2 separate regions of the Hordeum vulgare genome follow, and region 1 is linked to region 2. Evidence: chromatin contacts called from public Hi-C data. All regions are on one chromosome and are shown on one strand. Each heading gives the region's core, a stretch centred on a gene start, on an enhancer-like site or on the middle of the called end of the contact. The rest is flanking DNA. Distances are from core to core; before and after follow the strand shown.

Region 1 (2,802 bases), core at 250-2,749, 150 kb before region 2:
TGTTGTGCCTTCTCCGTTTCCGGTTCCTCCTCCTGACTGGTCCTGTTGCAGTTTTTCCAGTAGCAACATTTGAAGCCTGCCGCTTGCTCAGAGGACTACGATAATACTTGTTCTTTACATATTTTGCCAGATTAACATTCCTGACTGTTCTTACTGTTCTCTTGGGAGGAGAACAATGATCTGGCTTATAACTGCTGGAGGTGTTGTGGCGAGTTGGCCTTTTTGCTGAAGAAACCAACTCAGAAGAGGACGGTTTCCTACGTTCTGATGATCTTCTAGGAATGGAGCATACCGACTTCTTGTCTGAATTATTCATTGTCAGAACTTGATAGTATCACATCCGACTGAGTCCTTTACCATAAAAGAATATGTTAATTGGAAAGCTGAATGGGACATCATGATGAGTATTTGTTGAAATTATTTAACATATTCCACAGTAACAAGGAAATGCTCTGGCCATACAGTGTTAAGAGCAAAATAGACATTTTCTCCTTTCCCACTGTCTGTATTCAACATGCTCAGTTATTAGTCATACACCTATTACTAAGACATATATTGAGTGCACTTGGCACAAGCTAGCTATAAAAAAACGAAAGCAGACAGCAGTACAGGGCTATGGACTGCCATCATAGTGCCAAGGTGCATAACACAATTAATCGCCATATATGCACCCATGCCAGGCCCAGCGCAACACGACAAGCCACCGAGAGCACGAGCATAGCATGAGAAGGTGCTCCACGGTCTCAGGCTCGGCGGCGTTGTGTACAACCATCAAGCAATGGTGCTTCAGGGCAGCCAGCCGAAGAAATGGCGTCCTGACAAATAAGAAGGATGCCATCGTCGCCAAGGGATCAATTGGGGACACTGAGAAGTCAAACCCAACCAGAGCATCACATTCCACGACAAGCCTTACTCGAAACGGAACTTCCTGCCTGGTAGTAGCAGCTCTACGGCATCTAAAAGATTCATACAGGGTACAACTAGACTTCCCCCCCTATACCCATGTGAGACAAACGATTTGCGCGTCTGCATCGCTTTGAGCCGCCACCATAGCTTACTCTAGCATCCGCCATAGTTCACCATTTTCGGGCCCCGTGGACTGGACAGGCGTGATACCCTGCCGGTCGTCGGCGCATCTCACCCAGGTCTCATGACCGCCGGTCTTGCTCGGAGCGAAGGGAAGACCAAGAAGACGGCTAGCAATGCGAGGAGGGCCAGGGGTTCCTTACCGAGAGCTGAGGCCCCGGTGGATCTCCGCTCCAAGCAAGCCCAGCAGAGGAGGAGGAGGAGGGGGAGGAGATCCGAATTCCTCCAATTGGAAGCCGGCGGGGGCGCTCCGGCGGGAGGGCAGCGCGCGGGAGGCGGCCGGCGAGGCGACGCGGGCCGGAATCTGGGGAGGCAAATCTGGGAGGGGGGCGGTGGGGAGGAAGGGGAGAAGGTTTATGGGAAGAAGACGGCACGAGTGTAAACGGGGATTAGAATTGGAATTTAGTAAAGCACAATTCCAAATGGCAGAGTGGCTACCGAGGTTAGCCAGGCACATCTCCAGATGGGCGTGGGCATTCATTTTGTTTATTACTCCCGTAAAACTGCAGATGGGCCCATATGCAGCACCACGCATGCGGGTGTAAAACTTCTAGGAGTAGTAACATTTTGGGCTCTTTGGTTTGCATGACTCTAATAATAAATCTTAAAAGGTATAAAAGGAAGGGGGGAAATACGGGAATTAGATGAATGCGCGTGTAAAACAGAGAACCAGAAAATATAGAAAATTGTAGTAAAAAGGGAAAATATAGGAAATTTATACTCGTGTTTGGTTCACATGCATAGGAGCCACATGAAAAGGTATAATTAGGATACCCAAAAGCTAACGCCCACACGTGTGGGCGTTTGTAATTTGCCCACACATCTTTATTATCATTCATTTTGCCTGTCAAAACAAATGACATCAGTGAAAATCTTATTTGATTTTTGACTTAAAAATGTTTTATCTTCTAAATAAAAAATAATTAAAAATCTGTTTTCATCATTAAATCCGTCTCGACGAGATCTTCAAAACTAGATCTCATGTTGATATGTTTTGATGAAATATTACTTTTGAGCAACAGTTGCCATGATGTTACACTTTTTATGTGAATTTTTATTAATTAACCATGGTTCTTTTTAGTAATTAACCACGGCAAAATTAATGCATGGATCATGAAAATTCTTTACTAATCCATCATAATTTACTTTTAAAGGTAGAAGAAAAAATATTTGAAACATATCATGACAACTTCAGTGTAAACGCCACGTCAATTCATGTGCAATACACATGGCAACTTTAACCCCAAAAAGTCATCGAAACATATTGATATGAGATCTAGTTTCGAAGATCTCGTTGCGATGGATTTAATGGTGAAAACGGATCTCCAATCAAATTTTTCATTTAAGAGATAAAACATTTTAAAAACTGAAAATCAAAAAAGATCCCCACATGCATGCATGTGGTAACATGATGCAATCTATGTGTTACTACATTATTGATGGCGCGCGTTGCCGCGTCCGTCTATTTTGAATGTTGTTTGAGAGTGTTAGAATTTTATGTGAAAACATGGATTCTATATCTAGAAATAATGAAGTTAAAAGAGTCTTTAAAGGACGAAGTTCAGACATACAGTCCCAATTTATTAGAAAACAATGGTCTAGGGCTATCTAGAAAATTCAGTGAAGAGCAGATGTAATGATATATATAAAATTGCTTAAAATGTATAATAAATAATAGTCCAAGAGGGAGAGCGAATCAATAGCAGTCCATAGCTG
Region 2 (2,839 bases), core at 305-2,804:
TAATGGGGAAAACGAAAACTTGAAACGGGAAACAGCGGGGCGATTTCCCGGGGACAAACACAGCGAGGCGACGACGGAAGGACGACGACACCAGGACGGACGACGGCAGGACGACCACAGCGGGACGGACGACGGCACCGGACAGCACGACAACGACAGCGAGACGGGACGAAACAAATTTGAACAAATAGATCGAAGCATTACTAGAAAACATAAAATTTTCAGGGACTTAATTGCTAAAAGGGAAAACCAGAAAATAGAAACCGGAAACCAGAAATAACGAGACTCTTCTCTGCGCGACACTTGTCACACGCAGAGCGCCGTTGAATGGTCTCGAGCACGCCCACAACGCGACACTTGTCGCGCGCGAAATACACCCCACGTAATCGTTGCGAGGTGTACCCCTAACTCGTGATTTCGCAGGTACGAACTCCCAGCAAGTGTAGCGATTCTCTTACGGTCATGGGGGTCACAGCAATAGTGCTACGTCTACGGATGAATTCCTACACACGAAGGCTACGGACTGATGTGGCGCAATGCTGTGAAAATGGAATTCACGTTTTTTGAAGGTTCTATTTAGGTAAATGCTTGCAGCCGGAGCGCCGGTCGAATTGTTCGGCCGGTCGCTCGCGCTCGCGCGCCTGGCGTTTGCAACATTTTTCGCTTAGATTTGCTGCAACCATGTATAAATTTGATGCAAACGTTTGTCATTTTGCCACATTTTGTTCATTCAAAAAGCTACATCCACGCTTGGTTGCAACTCGAGTTCGTTGGATTTTTTATACAACCGGCTTGTGACGTTTGCTACAACCGTGTTAATTTTTGCTACAACCAGCATCATTTTTTACTGCGCCCGTTCACTAAAAAGTTGCATACACGTTCACTTAGATATTTGCTACAACCGACGCTTGACTTTTGCTACCATGCATCAACTTTGTTTTTTGCTATGATCACGTAGATATTATTTTTGTTACAATTATTTTTTTGTTGCAACCGTTGAGGAAAATTACTGCATCGCCCTAAAATTTGCTACATCGTGAAAAAAATGTTGCATGGATAGATCTAACGGTACGCCCCATAGATCTGACGGTCGCGACCGGCGCAAGCGTTCGCGCCGGCTCGCCGACGCGTAGTACTACCCATCCTATTTACGATAGCCAACTGCATGAGCCGACGTCCATGTCCGTAACGTTACTCCGTAAAAGCTGTCTATAAGTGTAGAGCCAGAGCCCAGAGCGTCCCCTCACCTCTTGTTCAAAAATACTAGACATACAAAGAGTTACATAAAATTACACGTTGACTAGGATTTTTTCTTTTTAACTAATCACTCACCTCCGATTTTCAAGGGGGGTCCATTAGGACGGGGAAGGGCCAATGACCCAAACAAATCCTACCTGCGACTCCTCTGGTTTGCTTCTTTCTTTTTATCCAATTCACACTTCTGTTGAAGACTTTTGTGTTTTTCTTTCTGCTTGCTTCCCTTTCAAATTGATATGCCGGAGATGCTGGTGGAAAGTGGAATGTATGCGTCGGAAAGAGTTTGGTAGCTCGAACGCCTCATTTTCCTTAATCTTTAATCAAAATCCATTTTTTTATAAAACTTACGTAAAGTTATGTACGTATAGGATTGCTGTTGCCTCTCGCCTCTCTTTTCTTTTGCGTTCCCCACTCGAGCTCTCACCTCGCCGCTCGTCGCCGTCCCCAAATCCGCGACGGAGATGGTCGAGTCCCTGTACACGCCCTCCCTGACCATCGCTCCACCATCCGCCGTCAAACTCCGCTGCCAACGATGCATTCCCAACGGCCGTTCCTCTGCCAGATCCACACCCCATCGACCGGAGCGGGGTGAGTGGCAACCGGAGGCCCACCGCCAACGTCGCCTTCCCAACTCCCTTGGCTCTTCCAAATCGACCACCCCATCCATTGGAGCGGGGTGGATGGGGAGCCGGATGCCTGGGAGGCGCCAGGTCGCCCGTCGGATGTCCTATCAAAAAAGCAACAGAGGCGCCCAATGTCTCCCACGTTCATGTATTTTTGTTTTCTTGCGAGGTCTTGTGATTTGCTCATGGATGGATTGTGTGCTTCGTTTTTGTTACAGGTTTGTTCCAAATCCTAGTATTTGGTATTCCTAATCTCCCAATCTTCATCTTGTTTTTGCTCTGAATGATGATGACTGACGAATGTTCAGTTAATTGCAGGGGTAGCCTGACAAACGAATGCCGACTGGTGTTCATTCTCCCAATTTCTAATGCAGCCGACCAAACATCTGTCCTATACATCATCTCTCATGCACATATACCCTACAGTTCACCGAACATGCATCATCCTTGCATCAGCTCAAGAAGGAACTCGCCGGTGAAGATGGCGGCGCGGCCGACGGCAGCAGCGAGGTCGCTGGCCGGCCCAGAGGTATGTGATGCTCTAAAATTTGCATGGATTCTGGGTTTTCCTGTTTCAGAACGCACGCATCCCAGAGGTAGGCGCGTTTATCAGTTTAGCCGATGATGTCGCCCTTTCAAAGAAACCGTGTGTGTTCGTAGTCATTTAGTATGCCGTAAGACGACTATCCCTACTGCTGCGTGCGAGCACTTTGCGTGGAACCTACAGTTTTTGTGAAGTAGAGGCTCAGATCTAGATTTTTTTCAAGGGACAGAGCTCGAAATCCTGTCTCTTATCTAGGCGTTTCTTCTATCAGACTACCAATACTGTTGCAGTTTTTAGTTAGTATTTAAAAGCAATTATTTATTGATTCGGCTTGCATACGGGTAACTTCTTGCATTCACTTCTCAAATCACGAAACACTGTATCGCCTGGCAAAATAACTGTACTAGGAACAAAC

What was found. A called contact is a pair of places that touch in the nucleus more often than the background predicts.
Region 1: a contact with region 2 is called in a Hi-C map of leaf, with 2.9 times the contacts expected there. The contact joins the promoter of LOC123401210 here to the promoter of LOC123401644 in region 2. A contact is called at or near these places in 2 of 6 Hi-C or Micro-C datasets (both in leaf).

What each region holds. Positions count from the first base shown.
Region 1 is chr6H:62,313,967-62,316,768 of MorexV3_pseudomolecules_assembly, reverse strand. It overlaps LOC123401210 (pathogenesis-related homeodomain protein), which reads right to left and starts at 1,499. Exons shown (of 11, transcript XM_045094947.1): 1 at 1,230-1,499; 2 at 1-351. The coding sequence starts at 316.
Region 2 is chr6H:62,166,278-62,169,116 of MorexV3_pseudomolecules_assembly, reverse strand. LOC123401644 reads left to right here and starts at 1,554. Exons shown (of 5, transcript XR_006611138.1): 1 at 1,554-2,098; 2 at 2,189-2,409.